Regions from separate parts of the Ovis aries genome. Here regions 1 and 3 are each linked to region 2. Evidence: chromatin contacts called from public Hi-C data. All regions are on one chromosome and are shown on one strand. The core of a region is the stretch at or near the end of the contact, and the rest is flanking DNA. Distances in the headings are between cores, read along the strand shown.

Region 1 (4,530 bases), core at 898-3,397, 420 kb before region 2:
ACTAGTCCAGGGCTCTCTGAACAGCACCCAGGCCAGTTGCCCAGAGTGCGTGGGAAAGGCGCAGGGTCAGGAGTTTGAGGAGAAAGAAGAGTCAGTGGGGGAAGCTGGGCTGCTCCAAGCCTGAGCAGGGAGGCCTGCAGAGCCTGACACACAGTGGGCTCTGTCCTCGGCATCAGGGGGGGTGAGTGGCTTGGGCAGGGAAGGCCGGGGCAGCGGGACTGGGGTGGTTTCGGGTGTGCCCCTGGGTGTGCGGTGGAGTGCGCTGCAGGGAGAAGAGGCACTTGTGGGGAGAGGAGGAACAGATGGCGAGCCACAGGCTTGCAGGTTTTCACTCTGCCCAACTTCCGACCCCTGGTTCCAGGACTCCAGCCCAAGTGTGAGGTGATTGCTCCAGGGAGCAAGAGCTCTGCGGCCCCCTGACAGAGATTCGGCGCCCCTCTATTCCTGGGACCCTAGGTTCCCCTCACCAAGCACATTCTCCAGCACCCAGGAGCCCTGCTTAGATTCTCCAGCTGGGACTGGTGACCAGTAATGCTCAGCCTTTCGGTTGCTTCCTCGTACCTTCAGAGGGTAAGCGAGCAGTTAGCTGGGATATGTGTGCGTGGAGAGAGAGTTACCTAACATCTCCAGGAGGTCAGGAGTTGTGTCCAGGCAGCCTGTTTCCACTCAGAGGTTTGCACATTTGAGAGAACTGGATCTTGGCAACCAAGATCCCTCCCCCTCCGCCCTGTATGCAATCCAGTTTTTAAGTTTCAGCTGTGAGCTGCCAACTGCAGCCCTTGGCTCCTGAGGCACTAATGAAGTCCCTTCCCTTGTAGAGCATGGGCTCTCTTACAAGGATGCATAATTAGCTGAGTCTTGGAGAAGAGCAGAGAGCTCACAGAGTGCACACCCTGTGCCAGGCACCCAGAGAGCTTCTCGTACCAGTAAATCCCAGGTAGGAAAGAACTCAAGATTCTTTGTGACCTGGGTTGAAAGAAGTCAGCTCCCAGGCACGTGGAAGCCAAAGAAAAGTTAAAGTGTTAGTCACTCATTTGTATCTGATTCTTTGTGACCCCATGGACTGTAGCCCACCAGGCTCCTCTGTCCATGGGATTCTCCATGCAAGAACAGTGGAGTGGGTTGCCATGCCCTCCTCCAGGGGATCTTCCCTACCTAGGTGATTGAACCTGGGTCTCCTGCATTGCAGGCAGATTTTTTACCATCTGAGCCACCAGAGAAGCCAAAGGCCCCACTCAAATGTCAGTGGTCCATCACCTCTGGACAATCCAGACTCAAAGGGAAGAGTGGTCTTCCTAAGGGCCCACTGACAGAATTCTTAGGAATGGATCCCATGCTGGGCAAGGTGCTGAAGGGGTAACAGGATCTCTCTCCAGTCATACCAAAAGTCAGAGGGATCCCATCTGTGGCCTTGCTCCACCCGCTTTGGAGCCTGACTTGGGCAACCCTGAACCCTCACCATCCAAGCCCGTATCTTTCAGGGGCCCCAGTTGGCCACTCTCCAGCAGAGCACTGGACAGCCACCCAAGCGTACTGTGTTCCCTCTCTATAATGTTGAGACCTCTCAGCTCCAACTGTCTCTTTCTTTGGTTCTCTCCCTCCAGAAGTCGGTTCACAACAAGGAAGGTAAGTTCCCTGAGCTCCTGTCCAGAAGCTGAGCCTATGTCCCAGGGAGTTGTCTTTCAGCTTTATCCTCTTGACCCTTCCTCCCAGGCCCAGGCAACATAGGGAGCTCTGAGGCCCACATCAGTACAGTTTTTCCTCCTCAGCAATATATAACTTGAGTCTGGAAATCACATTTCTGGAATATCCCTTAAATATTATGTCTGAAAGTTCTAGAATGCTTGCTGGTGGAGAGAAGCAGAAACACTGGGCTGGAAACAGTGTCCACGGTAAAGGGTTAAGAAATCTAAAATCTGGTCTAAATTCAGAGTCTACATGTTTGCACTTTCATCCATTCTACTCCAATGACGTGGCAGCTGTCACTGCCTCTGCCCACTGTGGACTCGTCCTGCCTGAGCCAGGAGGCCTCCTCTGTCTGCTACGGAAGCATCTGCTCATTAGCTTGTCTGCCTTTGTGAGGACCCAGTGTGTGACCGTGTACCTTTAGGAACAGGCAAAGGATGTGAATTCTGCAGCAGGTTACGCTGTACACGGTCCTGCTCTGCTCATATTGTCTGCAGAGCTCTGAGATGACCACTGAGAGGCTCAGCCTCAGCCAGCTAACCAAACCGTTTAAATAAACCCAGGACCTTTTAAACAAACCCAGGGCGTCAGAGGATGAGATAGCTGGATGGCATTACCGATGCAATAGACATGAACTTGGGCAAACTTCGGGAGATGGTGAGGGACAGAGAGAGGCCTGGGCTGCTGCAGCCCACGAGGTCCCGAAGAGTCGGACACCACTGGGCGACTAACAGGACCTCTATATGGTGACTGGTCACTAGGGGGCGATCTCACACAGCAAACCTGCAGCCCTCTGAGCTCTGGGGGAAAGCTGAAGGCCTTCACTTGCCCTTCTATGGCTGGTTTTCTCAGTTCAGGGAGGGAATGAATTGAAAACAAGTCCAGGTCAGCAGGGAGGAGCATCTGAGAAGGCACACCTCCTGCGAGTTAAGATGTAACCATGTCCGCGGCACGTCAGTGTGGAGAGAAGCTGAAAAGACAAGAGCTTGTCTGTTTTTACTGGATATGAAAATGAATTTATTTACACAGTAACATGATGCCACAGAGAACACAGCAAAGTACCACAGCAAACCAAAGGGCGGCGCCACCTGGTGACAGAGGGGACCTTTTGTTGGTAGGTTTCTACAACTCTAAAATATGTTAAGTAGAGAGGTGACGCTCCAGGAAAGAACAAAAGAAACAAGATTTTCAAAAAGCGAGCATGGGCAGAGCCAGTGGGGAATGAAAGAGAGCGGAATGAGGACTGCCATGATTCAAACCACTGAAAGGACAACATCTTGCTTCTGCCCTCATCTCATACCAAAATGCCCGGCGTTATCAACAGAAAAATCCCATCCCGGTGTGTTCGCATGTAACACCTTTTAAAACTGCTAAGGGAAGGGATAACCAAGTAGTTATTTGGAGCAAATTTCCTGAAGCAGTGTGGTTTATCTTTCAAAAATGCTACCCTGAAGCCATAGGGCTGGTTCAACATTCAAGTTATCGGGAGCGCGGACACACACACTTTCCACACACTACACGGGCAAAGTGGATTTTCCATAATATAATATTTGTAGCAAAATATATGACTCTGTACTTCTGCTAGGTTAAAAAATGTCCGACCTCTTTTGATTCCCTGAAACTTTCTTGATTTAAAAAATAAAAGTGGAGGCAAACAGATGGGGAAAAGTGAGAAGCTGGAATAAATGCTGCGGCGTGGGAAACACCTGACGGGATGTCCCGGATGCAAGTCCCTGCAGCCCGCCCGGGGAAAAGGGGAAAAGCTTCTGCATTGGCTGACGCAAAAACCTACTCTAATTTCAGACAGCTGCGGAGAGAGGGTGTGTAACAGCTGTATAGCACCTTGTACTTTCTGGGCACTTATAAATATTAAAATGGTGGTGATGAGTGGTGAACACCTCGGTTTATAAAAAATACTAGACTTTTTAAAAGAAATTTCCCAAGAGTTTTTTTTTAAACAAACCTATTGAAACTACCACATCTCTTTAAAAAAAAAAACAACCAAAAAAAAAAAAAAACAAAACCCCTCAGCTTTCAGTATTACAGGGATATGATGTTCCCAAGCTGAAGTTTGGGTGATTGTCACAATCATGTCAATGGGAGAGGGGATAGTTCCTTCTCCTGAAACGCTGGGGAATTTATAATCTTCCCAAGGTTTTCATTAGCATCATCTCCCCCCACCCCCAATACACAAAATGGACTTGTTTTTAAAAAAAATAGGTGCTTTTTTTGAGGATGGTTTACTTGATCAGTGGAATACCTGGATGTGGGAATGCATGTGAATTCTCTTCCCATGGCGTCCGTCATAACTCAGCCTCATCATCTAAAAAACATCAGGACAAAGAGGCTTGGTTTCTTTGGTATAATCTCTGTCTAGAATCTTGCGTGGCACCACTCGTGGCTTCCCTAATGGCATCGGTTTTGGTCCGTGGAACCCCCACGTTTGGTGCTGCCGTCAGCACAGGCTGCGGCGCACAATTGAGCAAGAGCGGCACTTGGATTTGTCTTAGCGCAGCACTTTGGGCCTTTGAGAATATGGGCTTCAATGAGGTAAAACTAACCACCTGCTTTCACCGGCAGCCATCCTGTTCAGTCATTAGGCTGAACCAGAATTTTTACTCCTTGTCAACTAGTAAGGGGAATTAAAAAAACATGTCAGAGTTAGCCCAGGAAGTCAAGTTACTCCCTGCCCATCCCAAGTATGTTCATACCTTATTTATACATCTAGAATCACTTGGAATACAGCGCAGTATCCTAAGCCCATCCCAGTTTCTGGAACTAACCCATATTTTTTTCAGATTGCTGCTGGTAACATCTAAAAAAAACTCCTATCAGCAAAACTAA
Region 2 (3,977 bases), core at 842-3,341:
TCTCCTGCATTGCAGGTGGATTCTTTACCAGCTGAGCTATCAGGGAAGCTTGTGTCTGTAAAGAAGATGCTAAACATCCTAGTGACCTACCGTGAAATAATATTTGTTTATTGTGGCTGATTTTGTAGCAAATATGATTGGTATATTTACTCACTTCTTAGAACTGGGTGAAAATAACAGGACAGACCAAGTGAACTGCAGCAACTAAACAGGCTAACAACACGGGAGAAAGGGCTATAGATTATAGAAAATCATAAATTGTGATCATGCAAAGAAGGAGCCTCACTGTAGCTTGAAAACCTGACCCATAGCTAAATGGGGCCAAAATTAATCATGTCCTGATCTTATACATAAGCCAAAGGATCTTTTCTAAAGTTCATGCCTATTAGAGCAGTAAAGACTTTTCTGCAGGTTATACCATAATGAGCTTCAGGCATTTAATGAGAGAGACAAGTGCTACTGTTAAAAGTGGTAACCTTCAGCATCTAATGTGAAAATGAAATAGGGCTGCTTGCTCTGCCAAACGAGGGATTGCTCTCCAATTCAGTCCATGAGATGAAGAGGACTCTCATAATCTTAGATGCTCTGATGCAGGCAAATTTAAATCTTCTGGGAAAGGGGGAAAGGCTTTGGTTGGTTTTGTTTTTATAATTAGGTAAGGATTTTACCTGCAAGGAGCAAGTCGCTGACTCCAGGCTTCAGGCCCAGAAGCTTCTAAAGGCAGTAAAATAAAACCAGCACCAAGGAACAGACCAGCCTAAGGGTCTCGATGCAGTTTCCAAAAGCCTCTGGAAGAATAGACAGCATTTTGAGGAGGGGAGACTTGGCTTCCATCTCCATCAAAATAGCTGTCTCAGATGAGGGTTACTGCCTGACCAAAAAAAAAAATATTACCAGCATGAAAGAAAGTGTCATCTCACCCCGAACCCCTAGAAATCTCCTGTCTAAGAATTTATGTTAAGCTGGATCCTCTCCTACATTGCTATGCAGTAGGAAGTGCCAAGACGTGACCCTGACCCTCTTCCCCCTCAGTGAGGCCCTCACTGACTGTCCCCACAGCAGACAGGATGCTGCCTCATGTCCTGGAGCTCACTGCAGATTCCTGCCCCACTTGCTGCATTCAGGCTTCCTCTTGCAATTCCCAAGAGACAGAGGGCGGCAGGGGCAGGAAGGGAAGGAACAGAGGCTGAAAACCTTTAGATGCCTGAGCTGCTTCGCCCTGGTGGGTCGGCCTTTCTGGGCGAGAGGTTGGGGGTGGGAGGATCCTCTCAGCTGCTTCCAAAGGACCCTTTCTTAAAACTAGGGCAGCACAAAACAAGCCAGGTCATTGTGTTCCTGGATATAAATATTGATTCTTGGTGGTGGTAACATTCTGTTCATAAGAAGGATGTAACATATTTCTCCCACACCGTATTAGACTGATGTGCTGTTTGTCCAAGAGAAGTACAGATTACTGGCTTCTGCAGGGGAAATGTGGACATTTAAATGCATGCAGCTTTCGGAAGTCTAGGGAGCCGTCTTGGAATAGAAACCAGGTCCCTTTCCTAGCTCCAGCCCTTCCCTCCTCTGTCCAGTGTCTCCTTTCCAGACTCCATGTTGCATACCATGTTGGCATTTCTAATCGCTTGTAACTTAGGAAGATGCTTTCTTAGAATTACATCTTGTTTCATAAGAACCTGGAAATGTGGGCACTTGCTCTCTTTGGGAGGGAGGCGTGGAAGGTCAAGGCCAAACATTTTTTGCTTTCTTCCCCTCAGGGGAAAGATCTGGGTGGTCCCCGCTCCTCTGTTTTCTTTTTCACCCCACGTGGGAGGGCAGGGCAAAGGCTTTAGACCAGAGGTGGTCCCTCGGAACATTCCACCCAGGCCTGACCAAGCCCCAGATTCAGAGGCGCTGGCCGCCTTGGCAAGACAAATTCCCCGCATTCCACAAGTGCTCTTGAGGGAGAAATAGCGCTAATGAGAAAGTGGAATTCTGGATGTGTGTGCATGCTCACTCGGTGCCAGCGCGTCTCACAGACAGATCCCGGGCCAGCAGTATTTCGTAAGAGTGGTGGAGCCGGGCTCCAGATGCGGGAGCCGCAGTGACACATGTGCTGTCAGGAGAGCCAGCGCCCTCTGCTGTCCCGGCCCGGAAGCACCACGACGGTGGGGAAGACTCCGGGGCCTCCGGAAAGCGGGCGGCGGTCAGAATCCACCGCGGACCCCGGCGGTTGAGGAGGCCAGACAGCTTCTCGCCGTCCAAACGCTGGGTCTGCGAGGGGCTGCACTCCCTCCGTCGAGCTGGCCCTCTTTACGTTTGGGGGTTGAGAAAGAGCCAAAAATGCGGAGAATTTATAATAATAAAACTCCAGGCTCCAGCAGCATCCGCAGGTCGCATCCCTGAGAAGGTGAGGAACAGCAGGGCCAGCTCCTGTCCCTGAACCTGGCCGGCAGGCCCGGGCCAGGCCAAATCAAGAGGGCGGCCGGCCCAGGAGGACACCTCCCCGCTGCAGAGCAGCCCTGCGGCCACTCCCTCGCCTGGGAATGCGGCTTCTGGAGGCCTTGCTGGCTCCAAGGCTGCCAGCCGAGGGGAAGTTGTTACTGCTCCCACTCAGGCATGCTGGCATCTCCTAGGGGCTGGCACCTCAGAGAGACTGGCTCAGCTTACAAGCTAAGAGCGAACTGCCACCCCCTCTGCTCCACCCCTTGCCAAGACAGCGGCTCAGCAGCGGCCCAGGGTCAGGCTTGATGCTGCAGTGTGTGTGTGTGTGTGTGTGTGTGTGTGTGTGTGTGTGTTGTGTGTGTGTGTGTGTGTGTGTGTGTGTGTGTGTGTGTGTCTATGTGATGGTGAAAGATAGGGTGGAGATACTGCTGCAGTGTGTGTGTGTGTGTGTGTGTGTGTGTGTGTGTGAGATGGTGAAAGATAGGGTGGAGATATTCAGGTGGGGGTCAGAGGGAGGCTGGCGAATGGCACTGCCATTTGGGCAACTTTGAAGTTTTGCAAAAAGGCACAAAACAATCACTTATTGTTTTTTGGCAGGTTTTTAATTTTTCTTTTTTTGGTAAACGGATCTCCTCCCTGTTGGGAGAAGAAAAACCCAACCACCAAACAAACCCCTCACAACAATGCCCTTCTCTCTCTGGGACCAATTTCCAGACTGCACAGCAGTCCTGACAAGGTCAACAAGCTGGAGCGGTAAGCGGAAGATCTTTATCTATGTGGGAAATAGGAAAATCATTTGACTGATAAAAGGAAATACAATAAATAGCATCTAAATTCCTGGCTGCATTCCCTGGGGCCCCTCCTCTGCTGGAGAAAGTGCGCGGGGCAGGATACACGTGCTGCTCCAGCAGGTTTAAAAATAGCATGCAGCACACAGCCCTTTCTTACCTTCCAGAAAGACTTCATTACCGGATTCTCAGCCCCGAGCCTGCAGAGCTGCTGCTGGCGCTTTCTTCTCCCCACACTGGGTTTTTCTTTTTTGGAAACGTTAAGGCAATGCCTGTGATACATTTTACTCACGGGCCAGCTCCTGCTCAGCTAGTTTCAATCTGGGCACGTCTGAAGCTCACGTTGAAAGTCCATTGTATTTAATGGGGTGTTAACTCTGTTTATTCTCTGGGACTTGGGCAGTAATTTTACACTCTGCAAAACTAGCAGCTTGAACTTGAAGTGGTATGCCTCTCTCCCCATCCCCACCCTGTGGGTCTCAGTCCCCAGGCACCCCTGGTCCTGTTTCCCACCTTTCCTCAGCTCAGGTGGCCATACATGACCTGGATGGAGCCAAGAAACCTGGGTTCACATCCACTGCAGCCCCCTTTAGCATTGGTCTCTTGAATCACTTGGAGACTCAGTTTTCTCATCTGTAAAATGGGGACTTTAATCAGCTGTCAACATACCACAGTTCCAAAGTGGAGAAACATTTGGGGGGAGGAGTACCACAAAGACCCCCATTCTGTTATTCCCAACCAGGCCACTTCTATATCACCTTGCAA
Region 3 (4,218 bases), core at 1,574-4,073, 340 kb before region 2:
AGGACCTGTATGAGAATGTAGCTTCAGGAAAAGTGGATAAAAGTATATGATGAAACCCTGGATTTTAGACATTGAGGTTTAAGGTTTATGTATTCAAGTGATTTGTGGGGCCATTTATTGAGACGGATGATTCTGGAGGAGGTATAACATTTGGAGGAAAGATTACGAGTCCATATTTTGTCAGCCTGCATACTACAGAGCAAGCAGTTGAATTTAGAAGTCTGGGACACAAGGGAATTCTGCTGTTCTTTTCTGTTTGGGTACTACTAGCACAGGAATAGTTAGGCCAAAAAGAAAACAGAGTGAGCTTGGGAGGTAGCCTTGGTGGGAGAACCAGGGAGAAGAGGATATCCCCCAAAGTAAACTCAAAAATAACAGCCCTAAGTGTAACGATATAGAAGCCAGATAAGATTTCATTGTGTGTACTTCAAATGCTGCTGAGAGGTAACAGAGAATGAGAACTTGAATGTGCCTACTGGACTTGGCACTGTGAGCTCACTGGTGATCTCAGCCCAGGTTATTCTGGTGCAGTGGCAGGGATGGAAAGCAGACTGTGGTGAGTCAAAGAGGCATGAGAGAGAGTAATTTTAGATAACTTTTTGGCAAAGTTTAAGTGGGAGGTAGAAGAAAGAAAGAGCTGGGAGTATGGGGGAGGGGGTCTTGAAAGGATTTCCTTATTTTAGTATGGCAAAAACTAGATCATGTTGACTACAAATACTGGAAACAGACACAGGGGAGTGTGAGAAGCTGAAAAGAGAAAAAAAGGGGGTAGAAATTAATAATTACAAACCTTAGAATGTTAAAATTGAGCAGGCCCTTAGTTCAATTCTTCTCTTTTATTGACAAGGGAAACTGAAGCCCAGAAAAGTCCACACAAATGAATGAGAAAGACTGAGAACAGCAACTCAAGGCTATAGCTACCTATAGGATGTTCTGTTTTTAAATTACTTTTTTCTTTTGTAATAGAAAATATTTGTTTTTTTTCTTATGTATGCTCACTGTGAAAACTCAGAAAAGCATAAAGAAAATGAAATCATGCATAATCCTATTATTCAGAAGTGACTTCTATTAGCAGTTTGTGGAAGTTCCTTTCAGTTATCAAGAATCTTTAAAAAAAAAAATTCCTGTCTACTTAGCCTATGTGGTACTGATGACAAAGAATAAGGCATCCCAGCCTAATATCTTGTTAACCAAGTTAAACCCACTGATGAAAGAGAGGGATTAAATTTTCTCTTTGTAAGTAGCAGAGTATATTTTCTTTTTCCAAGGCTGGTAGACAGATAGTAAAAATAATTCTCCATTTTGAGTGCACATAAGTTAATTCAGTCAAGAGATGCTGCTGAGCTGATTAGCAGCTATCACATTATCAACAGGATAGACAAATGAGATTCACCAGGAACACAATCAGCTTATGTCAGTGCTGTGTGCAGTAGAAACCCATCAATAAAACTGAAGCCTTGGATTTGGCATTCTAAGTTCTGTGTACATCTGTATTCAATCTTATAAAACCAAGAGATGAACCAAGCAAACACCTTTAGCTAGCACCAGATGGAGCTGCTGTCTAAGTCACAAAGCCTTAACTATGAGGGTTTCATTTTTCAACACTAATTATGTTTGGAGACAAAGATGTGCGCTTAAAGACACTGTCAAAACTATTTTAACTTATAACAGGCTCTTAGAAAGAGAAGCTACACTAGCTGTAGCTCTATCCAAAGAGCAGTCCTTGGGCTTTACTGCCTTTGTGAAATGACTTCAATGGCAATCAATAACTAGCAGCTTTGTCTGCTCAACACTGACACCTCCAAAATGGGAAACTCTAGCCACCAAAGTCATGCTTGAGAAATAAAAAATGTGTCTCCTGAGGCACTTAAGCAAGGATATATGACAGTCTACCCTGGTGTCTTCTATTTACTTGCCAAAACAGGTCAGCTATGGAGTATCAAATGGAACATTGGATAAGGAAAAACTCATTGGCCTCCACATCCCTTATAATTTCAAAGCAAATCCTGCAGATGAAATGCTCAATGAGAAAGTGTAATGGTTGAAGTTGCCCCTAGGAGCTAGCCAGGATTCCATGATCTAAAATCTGATTTAACATTTGACAGTTTTCAATGCCAAAACCCTCCAGGCTATAGATGAAGCTGTTCATGGGTAGCTTATTTTACTTGTAGTCATGACAGCTTTTAAAGAATTATTACTGTTTTTTACTCTCTCTACTGCTATACAGTCAATGACATAATTAGTTTGCTTATAGTCCAACTGTTTCAAGATTTGATACAAGACAGCCAAATCCACACAGGATCTCAAAGTTGGAATAGACAGGCCCACAGAAAGAGTCAGAGCTCCTCAAGCTAGATGGAATTTCCAAGTCAGTGAAGAAGGTGAGGGCGTCCTGGTGGTATATTAAATACCATAAGCAGAGTATTTCCTAAAGGCATCCAAGGAGAATCTGTTAATAAATGAGGATGGAGAATGGACTGCTCAGCTCCTTCCCCAATCCTGTGACTCCCAGAGCCCATTATTGCTCTTCATAAAACCTGTCATACTGTCAAAGGAGCAGAATCAAGAATTCTCACTGTTTTACATGGGCTTTTAAGGATACTCTTCACTGAGAAACTATTGCTTATATGTCATCCAACACATTACTGTAGTCCAGCTCCAGGCTACTAAAGTAAAATTTACAAGCCAAGGTTCTCATTAGGCTTTTGTAATGGAAGGAGTGGGTCACTTAAATAAAAAAGGAAAGGAAAATGTGATAAGTATCCCCACGTCACTGTTTCCAACCTTTCCTCCTTCCACAGTGAAAAATGCTGACCGATACCTCAACCAGCTGCCAAACCCTTCAGTGTATGACTACAAGGGTGGGGAGAGGAAGTGAAAGCAAAGCTGCAGGAAAAGGCTTTGTAGGAGATAAAACACAGCTTGAATTTGGCACATAAATGGAAATTCCATGAATAAAAGGAACCTTCTTAATTTGAGATTTGAACAAAGGAGCAAAAAAAATCACACTTCTTTGCTAATGATAAGAATAGGCAAGATCTTAAGACTTAAGGTTCTTCTGTCTAAAGAAGAAGCCAAGGTAAGACCTACTTAATTTAGAAAACTTAACTAAAAAGCTGTGCTGAAAGGAGGAAGACCACCCACTTCCAGTTGTTCTAACCACCAGTTTTTTTCTAACAATTTACTGTTCCTGTCACATGGTGGTCATCTCAGGATAAGAATTGTGCAACAGCAGATGCTGTAAAGAGGCACTGCTAAGGCCCTGACACATTCTTCAGTTCAAATTCTTTGATGAACCAGTTAAATAATAATAATAATAATTATTATAAATTAGGTAACAGCTAGTTATAAGATTATAATTTCCAAAATGTTCACTGAACCCACTTCAGACCCCTATGTAAGAAGGTAGGCATCAGAGAGCAGGTGAAAATGTTATCTAATAACAGTCAAGGACTCCATAGTATTTTTCAGTTTTACTCTACTCACAAATGATTCTCTCTGCTTGGAATGTGTATTCTCTAATGTCATTCCATTTGGCAACAGCCTGTTTACCCTTCAAGACCCACTTCAAAATTTACCTGTGATGAAGCTTTACCTAACTCACTAAATACCTTTATTGCAAGACCATGTTATATTATACAGGTCCCCAGAAGGCAGGGCTATGTCTTTTTCATCTCTTGATCTCTTGGATTGCTTGGAATATAGCAGATACTAAATAAGTGCTTCCTAAATAAAAGCAATTTTAGCCAGCTAATGCTGGGCACCATTTAAAGCTCTTTACCCATGAAAACTCTTAATTCTCATAAAACTCTATGATGTGTATAGCACCACCTCACTGATAAAGAAACTGAGACTTGTCCAAGGTCACATGGCTAACATGGCAGAGCCAGAATGGATGAGTGCACGTACATGTAAATGGTAGAGCTCAGCTACCTATGGTATCTGGAGGCTGCTTTAAATGTAAGCATGGTGGTGCCTGAAAAACAGTTCACTCAGCAACAGCAGCACTGCTTACCATGGTGCAATTCCATCTTGAGCAAAGCAGTGTTAGAAGCAGGCACACCCCCACCATCCCCAGCTCACTCCTGAGATTGCAGGGTGCACGTACTCACTGCAGAGCAAGTTAAGAGTAAAACTAAGAGCCAAATAGCTACCTGGGCTGCCCCAAAAGTGGTGCCTTTTTTTTTTTTTTTTTGTACTTCAGAGCATTGGAGTGAA

What was found. A called contact is a pair of places that touch in the nucleus more often than the background predicts.
Region 1: a Hi-C map of mixed tissues shows a contact between it and region 2, with 2.8 times the contacts expected there. The contact joins two enhancer-like sites. A contact is called at or near these places in 9 of 16 Hi-C or Micro-C datasets (blood, hypothalamus, liver and 3 more).
Region 3: a contact with region 2 is called in a Hi-C map of tail adipose tissue, with 3 times the contacts expected there. The contact joins two enhancer-like sites. A contact is called at or near these places in 4 of 16 Hi-C or Micro-C datasets (blood, hypothalamus, omental adipose tissue and 1 more).

The regions. Positions count from the first base shown.
Region 1 is chr18:30,014,919-30,019,448 of ARS-UI_Ramb_v3.0, forward strand. It overlaps PEAK1 (pseudopodium enriched atypical kinase 1), which reads right to left. Exons shown (of 9, transcript XM_060401726.1): 9 at 2,680-4,530. Among named protein-coding and RNA genes, the nearest start is that of TSPAN3, 35 kb to the left of the region's middle. Within about 2 kb of position 2,148, at least 10 of the 54 cell types and tissues checked have an H3K27ac peak or open chromatin away from gene starts, as enhancers often do. A contact at or near this core is called in hypothalamus, where this site is marked.
Region 2 is chr18:30,432,575-30,436,551 of ARS-UI_Ramb_v3.0, forward strand. All of the region lies in intron 8 of HMG20A (high mobility group 20A), which reads left to right. Among named protein-coding and RNA genes, the nearest start is that of HMG20A, 88 kb to the left of the region's middle. Within about 2 kb of position 2,092, at least 41 of the 54 cell types and tissues checked have an H3K27ac peak or open chromatin away from gene starts, as enhancers often do. A contact at or near this core is called in hypothalamus and tail adipose tissue, where this site is marked.
Region 3 is chr18:30,096,283-30,100,500 of ARS-UI_Ramb_v3.0, forward strand. All of the region lies in intron 5 of PEAK1 (pseudopodium enriched atypical kinase 1), which reads right to left. Among named protein-coding and RNA genes, the nearest start is that of TSPAN3, 120 kb to the left of the region's middle. Within about 2 kb of position 2,824, at least 9 of the 54 cell types and tissues checked have an H3K27ac peak or open chromatin away from gene starts, as enhancers often do. A contact at or near this core is called in tail adipose tissue, where this site is marked.